Linked DNA regions of Mus musculus: region 2 is linked to region 1. The links are chromatin contacts, called in public HiChIP or PLAC-seq maps. All regions are on one chromosome and are shown on one strand. The core of a region is the stretch at or near the end of the contact, and the rest is flanking DNA. Distances in the headings are between cores, read along the strand shown. Region 1 holds the start of Etfbkmt (electron transfer flavoprotein beta subunit lysine methyltransferase). Region 2 has its middle 49 kb from the start of Resf1.

The links. HiChIP or PLAC-seq counts read pairs in DNA pulled down with a chosen protein or histone mark.
Region 2: an H3K27ac HiChIP or PLAC-seq map of embryonic fibroblasts shows a contact between it and region 1, with 17 read pairs. The contact joins the enhancer-like site here to the promoter of Etfbkmt in region 1. A contact is called at or near these places in 1 of 39 promoter capture datasets (macrophages), 12 of 484 Hi-C or Micro-C datasets (ECoMG myeloid progenitors, the G1E-ER4 cell line, the MC38 cell line and 7 more), 15 of 115 datasets of contacts at active chromatin or transcription factors (the SCID.adh cell line, bone marrow-derived macrophages, differentiating embryonic stem cells and 10 more) and 5 of 9 other capture datasets (adipose tissue, embryonic stem cells, liver and 2 more).

The regions. Positions count from the first base shown.
Region 1 is chr6:149,138,843-149,143,527 of GRCm38.p6, forward strand. It overlaps Etfbkmt (electron transfer flavoprotein beta subunit lysine methyltransferase), which reads left to right and starts at 2,671. Exons shown (of 5, transcript NM_001252095.1): 1 at 2,671-2,862; 2 at 3,764-3,873.
Region 2 is chr6:149,258,215-149,262,899 of GRCm38.p6, forward strand. No RefSeq gene overlaps it. Among named protein-coding and RNA genes, the nearest start is that of Resf1, 49 kb to the right of the region's middle. Within about 2 kb of position 2,712, at least 95 of the 459 cell types and tissues checked have an H3K27ac peak or open chromatin away from gene starts, as enhancers often do. A contact at or near this core is called in ECoMG myeloid progenitors, the G1E-ER4 cell line, the MC38 cell line and 9 more, where this site is marked.

The DNA.
Region 1 (4,685 bases), core at 1,421-3,920:
CCCCCACAACAACTTGTGTAATTGTAAGTGGCTTTTGTGTGCTTGTGTAACTTTTTTTCTTCTTATGTAATCGTCATCTCCGGGGCTTATTAACTGTCTGCTAATGTAGGCCTAGTCCTGGAAGCTTCTAGCCTCTCTGTACAATCTTATCTAGGCCTAGAATGTTTTCAGCCTCTGTCTTAAGGTTTCCATGGCTATAAAGAGACACCATGACCAAGGTAACTCTTATAAGGGACACCATTTAACCGGGGCTGGCTTACAGTTTAGTCATGGCAAGAAGCATGACAACAGGCAGGCAGTCATGGTGCTGGAGGAGGAACTGAGAGTTCTGACTAAAAGTTTGATAACCAGCAGAGAACTGTTTTTCAGGCAGCTAGAAGGAGAGTCTCAAAGCCCAGCCCCACAGTGACATACTTCCTTCAACAAGGTCACACCTCCTAATAGTGCCACTTCCTGAGCCAAGCATAGTCAAACCAACACAATCTCTGATACTTGCTGCTGAGTTTTCATCGCAGGAAGACGTTCCACCTTGCTGGCAGGATCAAAATTGAGTTTCTGTTTCCAGGCCCCAGGTCCCAACTCCTGTCCTTATTCAGATGTTTCATGTTTGTCTGTTAACCAGTAAAGAATGTTAAGAAGGGAAGATGCTGCTATCCTGTTATCTAAACTGAGGCACACAAGTCATAAGTGTGCTGCCTGTCTTGACTTAATTGACTACATGCTGCTTGCCCACTTCTTTATTCCTCTGTCACCCTAAATTTCAGGTCAGAGTCCAGGAGGTGACCTGGCTGCAAAGGCTGACTCAATGACCCTGAAATCAGGTGACCTGGATAAGGCCTAGTCATCAGTGTTAACCTCCTCATTTAATCCCTTGTGTCAAAATATGATTGGTCAATGCAACAGTCCTCCCATTATCAGAAAGGAGCATACCATTCATTCGAGGCAAAGGATAATACATTTGGGGCTGTTACTTGGTATAATGGTGGTGTTCTCCTTACAGGCTCTTAGAGATTTTAGTTATGAACAGCTGGGAAATCATTAAAAGGAAAGCACAGGGCCCTGGACTAAAGGTTTAGCTCTGGTAGAACTATATATCTATCATGAAAGGACAGGATGAGAGGGTAAGTTATAAGTACAGATCTATCTATCATCTATCTATCTATCTATCTGTCTGTCTGTCTGTCTGTCTGTCTAAGGCAAGGTTTCTTGGTCTAGCCTTGACTGTTCTGGAACTGGCACTATAGACCAGGCTGACTTTGAACTCACAGAGATCTACCTGCCTCTGCCTCCTGAGGGGTTAAAGGCATATGCCACCACTGCCAGTCTCCGATTTTTAAAAATTCCTCCAACCCTCCCAACCCCCCATTTTTGAGATAGGATCTCACTAGGTCTGGGACTTGCTATGTAGATCAGGTTGGCCCTTATCTTACAGAGCTTCACCTACCTATACTGGCTAAATTCTGGGATTTGAAGCACATGTCACTACATCTGGAACTTTAAATTTTTCATTTTTAATTATGTGTGTCTGGGTATGTCTTCGTACATGAGTACGAAGTACCCAAGTAGGCCAGAGATATCAGATCTCCTGGAGCTGGGATCACAGGAATTGTGAACCACCCTATATGGGTCTGAGAAGAGAACTCAGATCCTAGGCAAGCACTATACATGTTCAACCACTGAGCATTTCTCTGGCCGCTAAATACAGATTTCTAAAGTTTGTATTACATGTATGTATTCTGGTGTGTGTGTGTGTGTGTGTTGGGGGTGATAGTCAGAGGACAGTTCTTCTTTCCTTCTACCATGTAGGTCCTGAGAAACTCAGGTTGTTAGGCTTGGCAGTGGGCCTCTACTCATTGAGCCACCTAGATAGAGTCCAGGTTTTGTTTCCCTTCCCTTCCCTCCCCTCCCTTCTCCTCTCCTTCCCTCCCTTTTCCCTTTCCCTTTCCCTTTTTCCCTTTCCCTTTCCTTTTGAGACCGTGTCTCATCTATCCCAGGCTAACTTCTAACTTGCTGAGTATGACCTTGAACCATCCTCTCCTAAGTGCTAGAATTAGAGATGGATCCCAGGGTCTCATGCTATATAAACATTCATAATAACTGAGTTACATCCCCAAGCCCCAAATCAGATTTTGACCAGGCATCTGAAGAACATTTTTCAATTTGTAAATTTAGATACAGCAACATGGTTTGCCATTTTCTTAGTTTGGGATGTTTTTCTTTCTTGTACATCATAGCAGATTTTCGGTAATGAAGGTGAAATGGGTTAATTTTGAAGTCTTGAGTTGAGGGGCCAGTGGAAAATTTAGTCATTAGAAAGTTGGATATAATAGATCCTGAACCTACAGGCTGAAAACAGTCTTACGTGTGACTTTATAATTATGACACACCGCAACTGAATGTCATAAAACTTTACTTGCCACTCCAGGTTCATACTCTTAACAGTATGCTTGGCATACAGTGCTAGCAGCATAAGTCCAGCAAGAGGTTTTAGAAATCAGAATTCGCAGACATGGCTCACACGAGTTGTGCAATTGCGCTTCATTCAGGTCTATAGGGTCTGACCTGAGGAGTCGCCAGGTTAGGGCTTCGGCGTTCCCAGTTGCCTTGGGAACCGAGGGACATCCAAAACAAAACACAGTTCGAAAGAGGGCGGAGCCGGTGCGTAAGCCCTTCGGTCCGGGCGGCCCCGCGTTCCGCGTCTCATTGGTTCCAAATTTCGCCGCCTTCACGTACCCACTACGCTGTGTAGTTAGAGCCACGGGCTCAGTCTTCCTCTCCCGAAAAAGGAGACCTACCGTACTTGTTTTTTTTTTTCTCCTGCACGTGAAGGGCGAGTTCCACTTGCTGATCGAATAAAGTCAGGTAAGGCCACAAGGACTGCACTACCCTTTAAAGTAGACTCCTGTCCTTTGTTTTGGAGGAAAGTAACGTGGTCACAACATTGTTTGGAGTTTAACCTTTTTGTTTGCTTGGCACAGAGTCTCAGGTTGTAGTCTCTGGGCTGCAATGTAGCCTAGACTGTTTCGAGTTAGAGGCAGCCCTGCCTTACTTAGCTTCCCAAGTAATGAAATTAGAGAAATGCCCTGCACTGTTTGCTTGTTTACGTACTTTATCTGTGTGTGCACGTGCGCCTGTGGAGGCCAGAATGTGTCTCCAGAAGCTAAGACATTGGAATCTGTGGACCTGTAGAAGAAAAGCAGCTCTCTTAATACCCGAGCCTTCTTTCTAGGCGGTTGGTTAGTTGGTTGGTTCGGTTCGTTTATTCGTTCATCCATCCATCCGGTCTGTCTGTCTGTCTTTTTGTAAAGTAGTAGTACAGGGAGGCAGTCCTACAGTGGGCAGATAGGAAGAGGGGCCATGGATGGGTAATAAAGGTGGAAAACTTTAAAGATGGTTGGCTTTTCCTCACCCACCTGACCCAAGACCAAAAAAAAAAAAGCCTGGCAATTTAAAAAGCCTTGTAGCTTTTTCTCCTTCCCATGCTGATGGCCTGGTTCAAAAAGTTCAAAGCCAGATCAGGGCAGTTTTTCAACCATTTTCTCATTCTTCAAAGTGACTCACACTAAATTAGGGGAGGAAACCTCTTCAGAGACTTCAAAATCAAAAACAACCCGTCCCCCCAATTCTCAAGAAGGGACTATTTTCAGCTACCCTCTGCTTTGCCGAGGAGGGGCTTTTTCTCTGCGTTTGCTGCATGTGTGTGTTTCTTTACCCCAATAAAAGCATTTCTTCAACATCTGATTCTGTCTGCTTCTGTCTTCAGGTTTTGATATTTCTCCACTGCTACCTGTTGAGCTCAGAAGTTTTTAAACTCTTGGCAGAGAAAACTGAATCCAATCAAGAACCTTTAGACAGTAATGCCAGTTCAATCAGGTATTACCGAGTACACAGACAGGGCTGACTTGAATTCTTATCATTGTTTCCTTTTTCCATGGAGATCTGCCTGCCTCTGCCTCCCAAGTGCTCAGATTAAAGGCCAGGAGTTTACTATTGTGCCCAGCCTGATGTCATTCCAGTAACATAATTTGAGTACCTACCTAGATTGGCTTTATAACTTCATAACCAAACTGCCAGTGCTGGGAAGACATGGTATCCTAATACACAGTAATTCCCATATTACTCTGCTGTAAACCTTAAAGCTCATATGGTAGAGTGCTTGCCTTGAATGCATGAAGCCCTGGATCTGACCCAAGCAACAATAAACCTTGGAGGGAGGAGGAACACTACAAATTTGATGTCTGTTTGGTCTACATAGTGAATTCCATTGCAGCCTGGGCTATGGTATAAGTCTATATTTTATTTGATGGATATGCTTTGCCTGCATGTGTATAAACACACTGTGTGTGGTGTGTGTGTGTGTCTGCTGCCTGAAAAAAGCCAGAGGAGGGCACCAGATCCCCTGGAACTGAAGTTATGATTGTGAGCTGCGTGTGGATGCTAGGAACCGAACCTGGGTCCACTGCAAGAGCATCAGGTGCTCTTTAACTGCTGAGCCATTTCTTTACATGCAAGGCTATCCTAAGACCAAAACAAACAAAAAGATATACCTTATTTCATTTCATGAACATTGTTATAAAAATAGTATGCCTGTATATTTGTGATTATGAATTACTGAAAGGATTTCACAGGAAAAAAAAAAGTGGGCCTGGAGAGATGGCTCAGCGGTTAGGAGCACTCACTGCTCT
Region 2 (4,685 bases), core at 1,462-3,961, 120 kb after region 1:
GGCTACATGTTAACACAGTGGTAGAATGCTTGTCTGGTGTGTACTTCTCGAGCATTACCAAAATCCAAAATGGAACAAAAAGGCTTTACTTTACTACTAGATATGGTGGCACAAGCCTGTAATCCACATCACTCAGGAGGCTTCAGAGGGAGGAGGATGCCTAGAAATCTGAGGTCAGGTTGATCAATAAAGTGAGTTATAGGCTGGCCAGGGCTACATGATAAAACTGTGTCTCAAAAAAAAAAAAAAAAAAAACCAAACCAAAACTGAAATAACAATAAAAAGAGAATATGCGCTTCCATGGTACTTCAGCCTGGGGAGATGGTTGGTCAAAGCAAGGCTCACTCTATGACTAGACACTGTGACTTGAGAGAACATCAAAGGGCACCAGTCTGGCATGGCCACAGAGGAGATGGCATGACATGGTTCCCACCCCTGGAGCAGAGCCAGCAGGACCTGGGTCTGCTCTAGTATTGATGGTTGCTATAGGGATAAGGCTTGTTTGTATAATAATGTACATATTTTACTTCATGTTCCTTCTTTGGGGAATGTTCTCCCTATCAAGGTTATTGGGGAATGTTATCCCTGCCAAGGTTAATGACTCCATGATGACCAGAAACAGCACAATTCTGGGAAGCAATACTGTGTCTGGTAATTTTCCACAAAATGATGATTCGGTGACCTTTAGGACAGTCCTTAAGGCTGTGGGAAATAACTCTGAAAACATGAGTTCAAAAATTCACAAACAGTGTAAGAGCTGTTCTTTACAGGATTTCTCAACTAGGCAAAATATAAGGATGCAATATGAATTGTATGAGGGGCTTAACGGACCTGAAAGAACAGATGCATGTACATTAATGAGTCAGCTTAGTCAGAAAGATATAAAGGAAGGAGACATTATTTGGTCAGTAGAGGAAAAAGTCTAGGTCATGAAAGAGAAAAGACCAGTTAAATAACAAGGCTCACAAAAATTGGAGGTACCATTAGATGTTACCATTACTTATGTAGACATCATTGTGTAATTTTGTGTGTGTGTGTGTCTGCTGTCTGTCTGTCTGTCTACAACAAGATAACCTCCTAGTGTTACAAAAGTAAAATGCCTTCCCAATGGGAAATTGCTATACACATTTGGAGATTAACAAAGAAAAAGCTCTTTAATAGTGCTTGTTTGGCCTAGGCTAGTATTCAAATAAGAGTTGATCCTAAACAGAAGATTTGACATACCTATATATGCCATATACTTATGAATTTTACATATGTTGTGATCCTTAAATATTTTAATTTCCAGCCCTAGATTACATTTTAAAAAATTTAAACACAGACAGGAGTCTACAGGTCTTGCCACTTGGGCAGGTGGAAGGTTTATACATCAAATATATTGCCAGTATTGTTGCCTGGGGCTATCTTGCCCATCTGGAAGAATTATTCTTTTTTTTTTTTTTTGATTTGTTTTGTTTTGATTTTTCAAGACAGGGTTTTTCTGTAGAGTCCTGGCTGTCCTGGAACTCACTTTGTAGACCAGGCTGGCCTCGAACTCAGAAATCCGCCTGCCTCTGCTTCCTGAGTGCTGGGGCCACCACCACCCAGCAGAATTATTATTATTATTATTATTATTATTATTATTTTTTTTTTTTTTTTTGGTTTGTTCAAGACAGGGTTTCTCTGTATAGCCCTGGCTGTCCTGGAACACCCGGCTTGAATTATTCTTTTTTAAAAAAGAGAACTGAGGGCTCTATGGCAGCCCAGGTTGTAGGCTCATGCTGTCCCCTTGTGCTTCCAGTTAGTTGCATTTTCTTTGGGAATGAACTTAATGTCTCAGTCCTGGTGAACATTTACATCTTAGCATTGAAATTTTGTTTGTCTCTAATAGGCCTGGTTAGCATATTATTTATTTTGGAGATATTTTGGAGGCAGCATTCCCTTAGCTCAATTCTAATTTCTGTGATTTGCTGTCTCCTAAGCAATTCTACTAGTAAATCCTTTATACCATTAATCCTATTACTTTGAGTTTCTTTTACATTCCTAATACTGCACTTCTGGATGTAGTAAGTCTTGAAATCATTGTGTAAAACTCCTTCAACTTTATTTTCAGAATTCTAGTCATTATTTATAGTGTTTTGTACTTCTAGGCTTGGATCTCCAATTAAACCCTTTTGTTGTTGTTGTTGTTGTTGTTAAATACAAAGAATGTTTTCCAGTTCCTTATATGACTTTAACAGAATAATACTTGCAAGCTGGGTGTGGTGGCGCACCCCTTTAATTCCAGCACTTGGGAGGCAGAGGCACGCAGGTTTCTGAGTTCGAGGCCAGCCTGGTCTACAAAGTGAGTTCCAGGACAGCCAAGGCTACACAGAGAAACCCTGTCTCCAAAAACAAAAAACAAAACACACACACACACAAACAAAACAAAAAAGAAAGCAAACAAAGCAAGCAAACAAAAAAAGAATAATACTTGCTCATGTGAACTATTGGTTTTCCCTGCCTTTTATGGAGTGTCATTTTCCTACCTCCCTGGTTGTTCTGGTGTCTTCAAGCCTTCTCCTTTGCCATCCTCCCTGATTGGGTTATACCCAAATTGAGAGGTTCCCATGTAACACCAGAGACCACAAGGAATCTGACTCATATGCAAAAACAAAGAGTCTTTATTCAAGCCTGAGCTCGGACTCTCCAACCTTTCTAACACAGTGGATAGGTGTGGGAGGTCCTGAGATGATGAAGCCTTGCCTTTTTATCACATGTACGGCAGGCTAGAGGGCCTTCCAACACAGCAGTTACATGATTGGTTAATATTTGAAAATCGTATCTTTGCACATTTCTATTGTCTAGTAATGATTTCAGCTTCTTATGCACAATTGTGGTTAACTTGTGTAATCTATTTCAAAACATCTGAAACATTAGGTACTTTCCTCTTAGGAGCTGATTGGCTGTTATTCAGGGTGGAGTGACTATTGTTACAAAAGTTATAGCTGTTGCTAGGGGTGGCTTGGCTCCTGGAACAAGTTGTGGTTTTTCCATGGCTTTGTCATGCACTCAGCCCCAGACATAAAAAGAAAGCTCCAAAAATTAAGAGGGATTTGAGGGTATGGATAGATTTCAGCTTTTGGAAATTGCTCAGAAAGTTTATGACAACCAAGAATCAGCTGAAAACAGACAGGGAAAGAAAACCAAAAAAAAGTTAAGAGAGAAAATAGGGAAAATGGGCTAGAAGAAAGGGAAAGAAAATGTTTGGAAAATGTGCCTATTTTAAGCAGAAGGGCCACAGGAAGAAGGAAAGCACTAGCTGAAAGAAAAAAAAAAAAAAAAAAAAGGGAAGCTGTCCCATTCTCCAACTAAATTGAAGGGGACAGGGGAGTTATATATATATATATATTTAGTAACTATATATAACTTAGCAATATGACTTAGTCCCTGGGAATCCAGGATGACCATAAGGATGGGGGGAACCTGTCAACTTCCTGATAGACACTGGGTCAGCTCACTCTGTCTTGAAAGAACTACTTAGACTCCTCACCTCCAAGAAAATAGTGATCCAAAGAGCTATAGGCCAAACACTCTATTTCCCATGGATATCTCTGAGCCTGTAGGAGACTATAACTCACTCTCTTCTGATTATGCCAGATTATTTTCTATACCCACTGACTGAGAGGGACTTGTTACAAAAACTCAGAGCCATCATCTCTTTTGAGGAAAACTTGGCTTATCTAACTCTAGACTCAGGCCAAACCCCTGTGAGCATTCTGATCACCTATTCTCTATTCCAGGAGTCTCTCTTATATGAGAACTCTGCCACTAGGAAGGAAGCGCTATCTACATAACTCAAGGTACCTGATATTTGAGCAGAAGGAAATCCACTAGGCTTGATAGCACACTGGCGCCCATTGTAGTTCAGTTATTAAGTTCTGCAATACCAGTGTGGGTTAAACAATGCCCCATGGGCCAGGAATTAACAAACACATCAAGCAACTGAGGCAGTCAGGAATTCTCATTTCCTGTCATTCTCCATGGAACACTCCCTTGCTTCCCATACTGAAACACAGTACTCAAAACTTTGACCAGTACAGTATTTGAGGGAAGTAAATAAATGAACAGAAACCATCCATCCCGAAGTACACTTATAACAACCCCCCCACCCTCAGCCCAGCCTGTTTCTTTCAAAAAGAAAGATCTATATGATGCTAGATATAAAGGATACTTTCTTCTGCCTCCCAGTGGATCTGGCCAGTCAAACCATATTTGCTTTTGAATGGACAGATCCAGAGAGTAGATATAAAAGTTAACTAACATGGATTTGGTTGCTGCAAGAGTTCAAACACTCACCAACATTGTCTGAGGAAGCCTTGAGTACAGATCTGTTTTATATATTTAGACAAAGTATATAAAAAAAAGTACCCTGCTATGGTATCAGATGGCCTCCTCATAGCTTTGGCCACTGAGAAGAAATGTAAATAGGCAACAGAAGCTCTGTTAGAGATCCTTCAAACCCCAGCATATAGAGTCAGCTATGTGTCCTCAGCTTTGTGTCCCTCAGGTCATATACCCAAGCTACAACCTAGAGGAAGGGAGGCAGATACTTTTCCAAACTGTATATCAGCCATCCTGCAAAATCTCACTTTCATATTGAAAAAACAAGCATGAAAATTCCGGGGGGGGGCAGTTTATTACTGCTAGTTATAGATCATAGGACT